2 separate regions of the Mus musculus genome follow, and region 2 is linked to region 1. A link is a contact called in public HiChIP or PLAC-seq data. All regions are on one chromosome and are shown on one strand. The core of a region is the stretch at or near the end of the contact, and the rest is flanking DNA. Distances in the headings are between cores, read along the strand shown.

Region 1 (4,896 bases), core at 1,705-4,204:
TGGAACCCCAAGACACTACCTGCACCAATTAAAAAAAAAAAACAGGAAGACATTTCCAAAGCCATATGTGAGAACTCTGAGAAGAATATCGACTAGCAGTATCTGATTCTGTGGAGGGAGCCTTTCTGATATAAGCAGCAATTGTCTTCTCTGGGTATATTTACTGATTCTGGAGTTGGAATAAAAAGGATTAAGCTGGGTCTAGGCAGATGGTGTCTCCTGAGGAAATGAGAAATCCGACAGGGCTCTTGGCGGCCATGTGGGACTGATGCAATAGATCAGAACATTGGAGACCTTAGCCAGTGTCTTCCATCTTTTGCGAGTTGTATTCCCAGGGATGCAGTCATTGCATGTGAGATTGTAAGCAGAGATTACTGGGGGATCTTCACAAGGACTGACTGCTTTATTCTCTTCGAGAAATGTAGAGTTTTACTTTCTGCATTTAGGTCTATGCTTTGGGGAGATTGTTGGCTGAGAACTAGCACCAAAGGAAGCTGATAGTGGAAGAATAAGACCCAAACAAGGGATGATTGATTCATGAATCTGCTAAATTCTCTCCATGGATCTTTATAGTTTACCTGGCTTGAACTGAGAGACAGTCAAATCGGACCTACTCTTATAGGCAGCAGGAATCCTGGCCGAGGAGACAGCAGGGGTAGGTCTTAAGCATGACTTATACAGTGAAATGAGATGGGTCACAGCAGGGGCTCCAAGCTGTTCTTTACTGTTTGTCTTGGAGTGTGAGTACTTCTCAACATGGGAGAGGTAGAAGTTTTCACTAAACTGGCCTCCAAAACACCAAGGTCAGACTGACGTCATCTCTACAAGCAAACTGCTTTGACTTGCTCAGTTATGCCAGTGTGAAGGATGGGAAGGAGAATCTGTTCCAGAACTCGGAACATTAAATCACGTCTTTGTTAGACATTAAATCTAACGGGGCTGACCTTCCTCACGGTGTTTACTCTCACTGCGTCTCCTTTTCCTCAGTCTTTGGCATGCTGACCCTTCCCACCCCTATTTCTCTACTTTTAGTGATGACAAAAAAGAATGTACTCAACAACCCAAAGGGCAGTGAGCCCTCTTGATGAACGTCTAGCCACTCAGCCCCCCACATCCTACTGAGTCTTGAAGGTAATATATTCTTCTGAAAGGGATTAACTTCCTGAGGAGTGGACCTCATTTTCTAGCAAGTAGCTTTGCTTGCATTTCTTGAGTGTTTATGACTTAACCCACCCTTTATTCTTGGGGCAAAGTACAAAGCCAGCTCTCCTTTTTGTCTTTATAGGAAGTGTCCATTCTCCTCCGAGCATGCTGTCTTCTATATTAACTTTTTTTTTTCATGGACATAACACTTTCTCTCTTATGAAAAAGGACTCATGTCCAATCTAGACCTTTACCTCTACAAAGGTGAGGTTCTAGGCAGAAATTTCCAGAAGGTTTGATTAGTAGATAGCAATTAATAGTAAAAGAGATATTCAGAAAGGAATTCAGACAAAGGTTATAGGAAAATGAGTCTCCAGGGCCTTCAGGAACAAAGCTATCATCGCTGTTTGCCTTAGCATCTACCCCCAAACCCAAAGGAAGACAAATGACAAATATAACCACAGAGACAAGACTGGCCATTTTGGAACCGGTTTATATTGTATTTCTTCATCCAGCCCAAACCATCTCTGGAGACTGCGTCAGACCTTCTGAACACTCATAGCTTCCTTAGGCCAGCTGTAGGTGTCTAGTGAGAAGGAGTCATAGTCTGGAGTGTAGATCAGAGATTTTACAAAAGCCTCCTTGTCCTTGGGCTCTGGATAGTAGGAGGCCAAGTTGTGTTTGTATGCATAGTCGAGGACCTAGGAAAAATATGTTCGGGTGAGGAACTAGATCTATGGGTAAGTCTGTCTTAAAGGCTCCTTACTTGGCAGCCAGGGGCTAAGGAGTATCTCCTAAAGAACCAGTGTTTCTCTTCAGTTGTGACCTACGACACCACTGGAAGGGGAGGGTTAGAACTTTCTTTCTAGATAGTACTTACTTCCCCCCCAAGAGGCTTGTAGTCTCCCTCTCCAGAGCTCCGGAGATAAAGGGTTCATACCTCATGCCTGGGCCAGGCTAAAAGAGGCTGAGCCTATCTCACCTGCTTCCCACTCCCTGTGGGTTTCCAGCCATGTCAGGCTTCATGGGTACTTCAGTGTCCTAGTCGGTAAGCAGAGTAATTATATCCCTTTCCTAGAGCGATGTGAATAGAGGCCATTCCCTTGCTGGCTGAGAGGTTGAACTGGATGATTTTCTTATGAACAAATAGCCTTAATGAAGGAAGTGTGGTGGCTGAGCTGGACTGGGACTAAGTTGTTGGACTTTACAGCTGCGGTTTAAGGGTGCCTGCCCTGGACAACTAACTCATGTACTGCTGACTTAATACATAGTCAACTAACTATGTATTGCTGAGCAGTGCAGTTTATGAAATTATTTGTCATTCTAACAGAAAAAGCCATATACACTAATGGGAATGATACGTATCCATTATCCAGCTTGGATAGTTATTATTTGAAATTGGTCTTTATTGTATTGTGCTGTATTTGAAAACCTATCGCTTTTGCATAATCTCACAGTCTGGAATATTCTGTGAACCTGATCACCTCCTCACCTCTTAAAGAGAGAAAGAGGGAAAAGAAACATGTGCCATGCTTAGCAGGAACATTTAGTCTCCAGAGCTCCAGGAGAGAGGAACTTCTGACCTCTTCAGAACCGAAGTGGAATGAAGTAAAGATATCTGCTGATTGCCAGAGTAAGGACTCCAAAGCCCGAGTCCTTGCCATGAGGCTATGCAAGCTGACCTTTCTCATAAATGACTGACTATGATTCATTAAGAAAAAAATTCCACCCACGTTCTGGTTCACAAGACCATGGCCTCTGGTGGCCTTTCCTGATGTTTTGGAGGAAATCTGGGTGCTTTCCTAGAATTGGCCTGAATGGGTATTTGGGACTCAGGCTGTTGAGCAGGCAAGAGTTTGTCACTCAGTCTTTGGTGTGCATGCAGGGATGCTCAGGGAGCTCAGGATGTTTCCCTGGCTGCCATCCCCTTAGCTCTCCTGAAGTCAGAGGAATAGGTGGAGCCTTACTACCCATGCCAGAGGGATACAAGTAGGATACCCCTTACTTTGACTGCAATTCTCAGAGACACATCTCGGATGGTGCTGAGTGGTGGGTAGAGTCTCCCCTGAGACAGGTGCTGCTCAGAGACTTCTTGGGCAATTTGCTAGAGAGAGGGAGAGGGGAAGGGAGAGAGATAGGTTGATTTTTTTTTTTCATCACAGAACAAATCCATCCCCTTATCCCAAAGCTTGCCCAGGTACTGCAACCTGTGCCACATAAGGAAGCTTAATGCTAGGCTTAAACAAAGACTCATTCTGTCTATAGTAAATATGGCTGATGTTCAAAGCAGCACGGGACTCCCTGAATTCTAAAAGAAAATCACCAAGACCAAGAAGGATGTAGTTGTGACCGGCAAACAAAGCTTTTTGTCCTCTGGTTGGCCACAGCCTGTTACACAATGGTCTCTGGGTTCCTTACTTCTTGGATTCTAGTCTCCTCCGACACGCTTGATATTCTAAATGGTCATCTAAACAAAATCATTTCTCTGGTCATGGTTCTATGAGTTTTCCTTTCCAGCCTTGTTTCTTCTCTAATGCCAGTGTTGGGGGGCAGTGAGTGGGCAGAAGAGATGAGAGGACGAATCCAGGGGTCACCAGGCTTAAAGACCTGGTGTTGATCCACCAACCCTATTAGATTAGAAGCACCCTAGGAAGAAAAGACAGTGGTACCTCTGCCGTCAGGAGGAAGATTTCATCTGGGATGTGCCGGATCCCACCAGCGATGACACCCAGAGCTACCCCAGGAAACACATAGGCATTGTTTCCCTGACCAGGAGTGAATGTCCTGCCATCTTCCAGAGTCACACTCTTAAAAGGACTTCCACTGGCAAAGATTCCTCGGCCCTGGAGGCAGGAAGAAAACAAGAGCTGGATCATGGAGACAGGTTTGGAGTAGTCATGGTAGTCTATTCTTGTCTCTTAAATATGGGGTCCGCTTCATTCTCCCTTAAGTGTTCAGAACTGTAGTGAGAACTTGGTAAGTACTCTAAGAACAATTTACTTATCTGACCAGAAAGCTAAGCCCCACCTCCCTTTAAGTTACTGACAGTGGTGGTCATGGTGACCCTTCCCCCCAACATTTGGAAGGGCCAAGTCTGGTCAGTTGCCTAGAGAATACAGAAGCATGGTTCTGGATAAAGCTCTATCCAGAGCTTTGGAGCATTGAGAAGCACAGTATCATGGGGAGAGCTTTGGTTTTGGAGTTAATTCTAAGTTTCAGAGGTAGCTCTATTCTTTATTAGTTTGATGATGTTTGGAAAGTTGACTCATCTTTCTTTTTTTTTTAAATAAATTTTTTATTGGTTATTTTATTTACACTTCAAATGTTATCCCCCTTCCTGGTTTCCCCTCCGAAACTCCTCTAACTCACTCCCCTTCCCCCCTGTTTCTATGAGGGTGCTCCCCCACCCACCTACCCGCTCCCACCTCATCACCCCCCCAGCAGTCCCACACACTGGGGCATCAAGCTTTCACAGGACCAAGGGCCTCCCCTCCCAGTGATCCCAGACAAGGCCATCCTCTCTTAAATATGCAGCCGGAGCCATGGGTCCCTCCATGTGTTCTCTTCATCGTTCTAAACCTCAGCTTGCTTACTATGACGGGGCACTCTCTGTCACCCATATAGGGTTTCTGGTGTAACTGTTACTACTTTCTCTCAGCTGGTGGGAGAAAGAACTCCCCGCTGACCTCGGTGACCCGGTAGCACTTCTCAGCTGTGCACTCAGCCTTGCTGGTGGGGTTGCTCAGGGCAAAG
Region 2 (4,896 bases), core at 930-3,429, 580 kb before region 1:
GACAGAAACAGAAAACAATTTATGAGCTGCTACCAAAATCTGCTATGACTAGTTACCTTAAATTGAGGTAATTTTTTTGCCTATTAGCATATTGTAAAATAGTCTCAATAGAGAATGTCTAAATCCTCTCAGTTATTAAGGAGAAAAACCAAGAAAGTGGAAGTAAGATAGACTTGCAGAAAATATTAGAATTGGTTGATGTAACGAACTTGAATCTTAATGCTCAATAGAATGAATGTATCAGAGCTAGCTTTTACACTTTGGCACACAAGTGAATGATCAAACTTTTGCTTTGCCAAGCTAATACAAAATCAGATCCAATTAGAGCCTTTTTGCTGAGAAGTTTTTGTCCTACCATGCTGACTTCTGTTTGTTTATACGCCCACCTACAGTGTTGTAAGCCTATTGTTCTGCAATGGCTAATGGGGCTGTGTCTTCCCTTTTTTCCCCCACGATAGCATGTTTATTTTAGGATCCATTAAATCATACATCTTTTCAAGCTATCTATAGGAAGATGTCTGAGGCTGAGAATGAGTGAGTTATGAGGTAGAAGATACGGATAATCTTAAGAAACCTTTGAAGGTACAGCGGGGAACACTGGTTAATCTTAAATGTGTTCTAGTGGGTGTAACTGAAAATTAACATTAACTTTGCAACAGTAACAACAACAACGTCATAGTAAAGTAGTTTTTGTACTTAAAAGTATAGTAAATGAATTATCTTTGCTTTTGCCATAAATCTAAGGCACATGGACTTGAAATATTGACTGGAGACCACAGGAAGCACAATTTCTCTTATGGAAAGAGATGGCGGAGTTTGGCATTAAGCTCTCTCTCTTTGCTTAAGAGATCCAGGCTGTGCTTTTTGAAGGCTTCTGATTGCAGACGCAGCTCATCATAAGCTTTCTGGATCCCATCTACCCTGCGCTGAAGCTCGCGAACTCTCAGGTTGCTATCAACGGCCACTGCCTCTTGCTCAAAGCGTTCCAGCGCATGCTTCTTAGCCATGGCTGCTGTCTCCAACTTCTCCTCAAGCTGGCGGATCTCAGCCTGTTTGTTCTGAAGCACCTTGCCTCTCTCCATGGACAGCTGCAGCAGCTCCTCTTTCTCTCGCAGGACAGTCTGCAGCCTGGCCTGCAGCTCCTGGTTCAGGTTGAGATTAGCCTCTTGCTCCTTTCCCATCTGTTCCGTGGCCTGCTGGTGTTGCTGTTTGATGCTCTGCAGCTGGCTGCGCAGCTCCTCGGTCTCCTTGGCATGGTCACAGGCTTGCTGGTTCTGCAGGCCCAGCAGCTCCTCCTCTCGGGCCTGAGCCTGGCTAGCTTCGTGAGCGCATCTCTGTTTCAAGACCTCCAGTTCCTCCACCAGGGCCTTGTTGAGTGTAGTGAGCTCCAGTACCTTAGCCTCCTGGTCTTTCAGAGCCTGGCTGAAGAGGCTGTTGTTTTCCTGCCTCAGCCTCGCATTCTCCTCTTTCAGCTTGACGTTTTCACTCTTGTGCGCATCCTTGAAGCGAATCATCTGCTCGTGGTTGGATGCCAGGATCATGAAGTGATTCTCCAGCTTTTGGATGTGCTCACTCTGGGCCTTCAACTTCTCCATCTCCTGCAGCCTCTTCTCCTCCAGCTCCGAGTTGAGCAGTTCTAAGATCTGGCAGCGTTCCAGGGCCTCGTCGGATCTGCGTTTCAGGATGCAGATGAGCTGGGATTGCTCTTGGATGCGGGAGCGAAGCATTGCCTTCTCGCCCTTCTCCTCCTCAGACAGTCCCCTAAGGTTGGCCAAAGCTTCTCTCAGACCGTCCATTTCCTTAAACCCCAATTCCTCATCCTGGTTTTGCAGGTTTTCGTTTTGTTTTCCTAAGATCTCGTCGGGGGGTGGGGTATCCATCCTAAGAGTCTTCTCCTCCTGCGGCATAGACGCGCTCTGCGGGAGAACTGACTTCAGTCTTTCCCCCTTCTGATTTCAAAGGGGCGTTGCTATGGACGCTTGGCACTCTCCAGCGGTTGGTTTTTCCAGTAAGGAGTCCTATAATTGGTGGACAGGCCTGCAGAACGCAGTGAGGTAATAGGGGGAGTTCAGGGCCAATCTGGTCAGGCTACGCATGTCGTTTAAACCAATCACAGTTCTTAGTTCACTGCCACTGTCCCGCCTGTGCCGCAAAGACATAAGCCTTCCACAAAGTCAGCTTCCTATTCTCTACAAATCCTGATTTCTCATAAGAGTAAACAAAGTAAGCTTACAGTGACTTACTCTGCTCTTTATTCTGAAAAGAAACTGCTGTCTATAGAAACAATTCGCCATGGGTGCACACAAAGGAGAGTCTGGACCCAAGTCTTAGCTCAGCTGCTATAAATGAAATTTCTTTTGTTTCCCTTAACTCTAACCTTATCTTTGGGAGTGGACACCTTTAGTTAGACACTCAATCCTCCTGTTTATCTATTGGGAAAATAAATGGACAGACAGAAACGCAATGAACAATACAGATGCAATCAAATCAGAAACAAAAACCAAAAACCAAACCAAAACAACAACACACCCCATGATGGTTGATTACACTTGTGCCTTGCACACTGGAAACATGGAGATACAAGTCTGTTTGACAAGACGCCAAGAGTGATAGTCGAGTGTGTATAAAAGTGTCAGATAAGATTGACATATTAATAAAAACCTTAGAAGCATTAATAGAGCACCATGTTGAAAGAGAAATAAATAAATACATTTTAAAAACGAGACAGAAACAGCTGAGCAATGAATCTCAAGAATGATCCAACAAATGCAAGCAAAAATTAGATGGTATTTCATCCACCAAAGTCAGTAAAAATAAATGGATATAATTCTCATTAATTATGATTTCCCTTTAAACATGATAATGCTCAATTAGCTGTTTCTTTTGGATATTTAGATTCCAAGCTTCTTAATTATTATGAGGTAGATGGCAGAAGCTTTGCACAAGGTTCTTCTTCCTCCTCCTCCTCCTCCTCCTCCTCCTCCTCCTCCTCCTCCTCCTCCCCCTCCTCCTCTTCCTCCTCCTTCTTCTTCAGATTATTTCAAACAAACAGCTCCCCACAAGGACAGTTACTGGCTCTCAATACAGTTAAAGCACTTTTAGTTAGCATAGACACTCTTAACTGACTTTCATCCAGAATATAAAGAGCAAATGACCAGAAAATTTGAATGTGTCTCTTCTTGTTTTACATATAGTGAACATTGTATTTGTTGATTACCTTATATGGTTATGTGATATAACAAACTGAAATTATAAAATATATTTTCTAAGAACAGGAAAAACTCTCAAAATATTAACATCAGTTGTTTCTCCGGGTTGGAATAACTGTCTCCCTCCCTCCCTACCTACCTAAGGCCCACACACATAACAGATATTCAGAGATCTTTATTGAATAGTTTTTCCACATTTAAAAATGTATTTTGTTAAGTACAAATTAACTTCTGTAACATCAAAATCGATAGATTTTTTTTCTAAATTAAAGCAAAGAACTTCAAAAGATTTATTGAGGGTGCAGGAGGAGGAATACTAACACATAGGATGTTTGAAAAAGTTTGAGTAAACCTATTTTATAATCTTTTAAAATATAAATATTAGAATACACACACACACACACACACACACACACACAAACACACATATATATTTCTCCCTAGAAGCCATAGATCATGAAACAAAGAGCTAAGCATCAGGAACAAGACATTTGCCTTAAAGCTATTGATCAAAAAATCCAGAGACTCCTAAAACGACCCAGGCTATCTTCATTCTTCTTAGTTGCCCACCAAGACTTGATAAGACCCTGTTATTGGAGATACCACATGCTTTTGTCACAGAATATGGAAAATGAAACTGATCTTATTGGCTAGCTTTCATAGTGCTGGAAGGTGCTCTGTAGGCTTGCTGGGGGGAAAGACATCAACATTCTCACCCAGCTGTGAACCCTGCATACTATAATAAGGACCAGCTCAGCCAGATGTGCTCCTCAGTGCAAAGATGAAATGAATGCTATTCCATTTAAGGCCTGTTCCTCAAGGTGGAAGTCAACTGGGACAAGAACCCATGGCATGGTAGGTTAGAGGCCTAAGGAAAGGATTTACTACTATTGTGTTGTTAAGTGGACATAGATACAACATCCTTCTAAACATTTATCTTCCTACCTATTGATTAGTGCAGCTCTCAACCATCTTGCAGCAGATATGAAGAATACAGGACTAGAACACTCAGCTCTAAAGGCAGCACCTGCATTACCAGTCCCCAGTCTCCCCTAGAGCTCACGGGTCATCACAGAAGAGGGGGTGAAAGATAACAAGAGTTAGACGTTTGACGGCTTCAAATCAGTGTGTCCTGGACACCAAGGGGTGCTTTCTGGGTGTGAACTCATGAAGTCATAAGTGTATTCAGGAGACCTCCACAGGATCAAGGTAGGCAAAATTTCTATGTGGCTGTGTTGTGTGACAGTTTTCCTCATCAGATTCACCAGCCAGTCACTCCCAGAGTAATTGAGCTAAACTGCAAAGAAGACTCTGAGACCAGACCAGCTGTCTGGAAGAAGCAGAAAGCAGTCCAGCTGCCTGGAAGAGGTTCAGACCACATGGAAAGGACATTCAGACCACATGGAAAGGACACTCTCCAACCTATCGAGCAGGCTACAGGCTGTGCAGTGTGCTTCAGGTTCCCAGCCTTTGGGGAGCTGTCACCCATGCTGGGGTGGATTTTGGTGATGCATCCATCTTTGTTGAGTCACTTCTCCTCCTGTAAGTAAACCCCCCCACCCCATACTCTGGTAAGTAATCCCAATAAAACTCATTGGTTTGCTGATGGTATCGGACTTTGGCTTGTCCTGGGATCCCTCTCTGGAGTAAGGAGATGTGTGTGTGTGTGTGTGTGTGTGTGTGTGTG

Evidence for each region. HiChIP or PLAC-seq counts read pairs in DNA pulled down with a chosen protein or histone mark.
Region 2: a contact with region 1 is called in an H3K4me3 HiChIP or PLAC-seq map of the 230-238 cell line, with 8 times the contacts expected there. The contact joins the promoter of Ccdc89 here to the enhancer-like site in region 1. A contact is called at or near these places in 8 of 39 promoter capture datasets (the 3T3-L1 cell line, the HPC-7 cell line, HPC-7-derived erythroid cells and 4 more) and 1 of 115 datasets of contacts at active chromatin or transcription factors (the 230-238 cell line).

What each region holds. Positions count from the first base shown.
Region 1 is chr7:89,848,684-89,853,579 of GRCm38.p6, reverse strand. It overlaps Me3 (malic enzyme 3, NADP(+)-dependent, mitochondrial), which reads right to left. Exons shown (of 14, transcript NM_181407.4): 11 at 4,830-4,896; 12 at 3,813-3,986; 13 at 3,149-3,247; 14 at 1-1,844. The coding sequence ends at 1,683. Among named protein-coding and RNA genes, the nearest start is that of Ccdc81, 52 kb to the left of the region's middle. Within about 2 kb of position 2,954, at least 24 of the 459 cell types and tissues checked have an H3K27ac peak or open chromatin away from gene starts, as enhancers often do.
Region 2 is chr7:90,423,595-90,428,490 of GRCm38.p6, reverse strand. It overlaps Ccdc89 (coiled-coil domain containing 89), which reads right to left and starts at 2,179. Exons shown (of 1, transcript NM_027298.1): 1 at 1-2,179. The coding sequence starts at 1,907. The coding sequence ends at 795.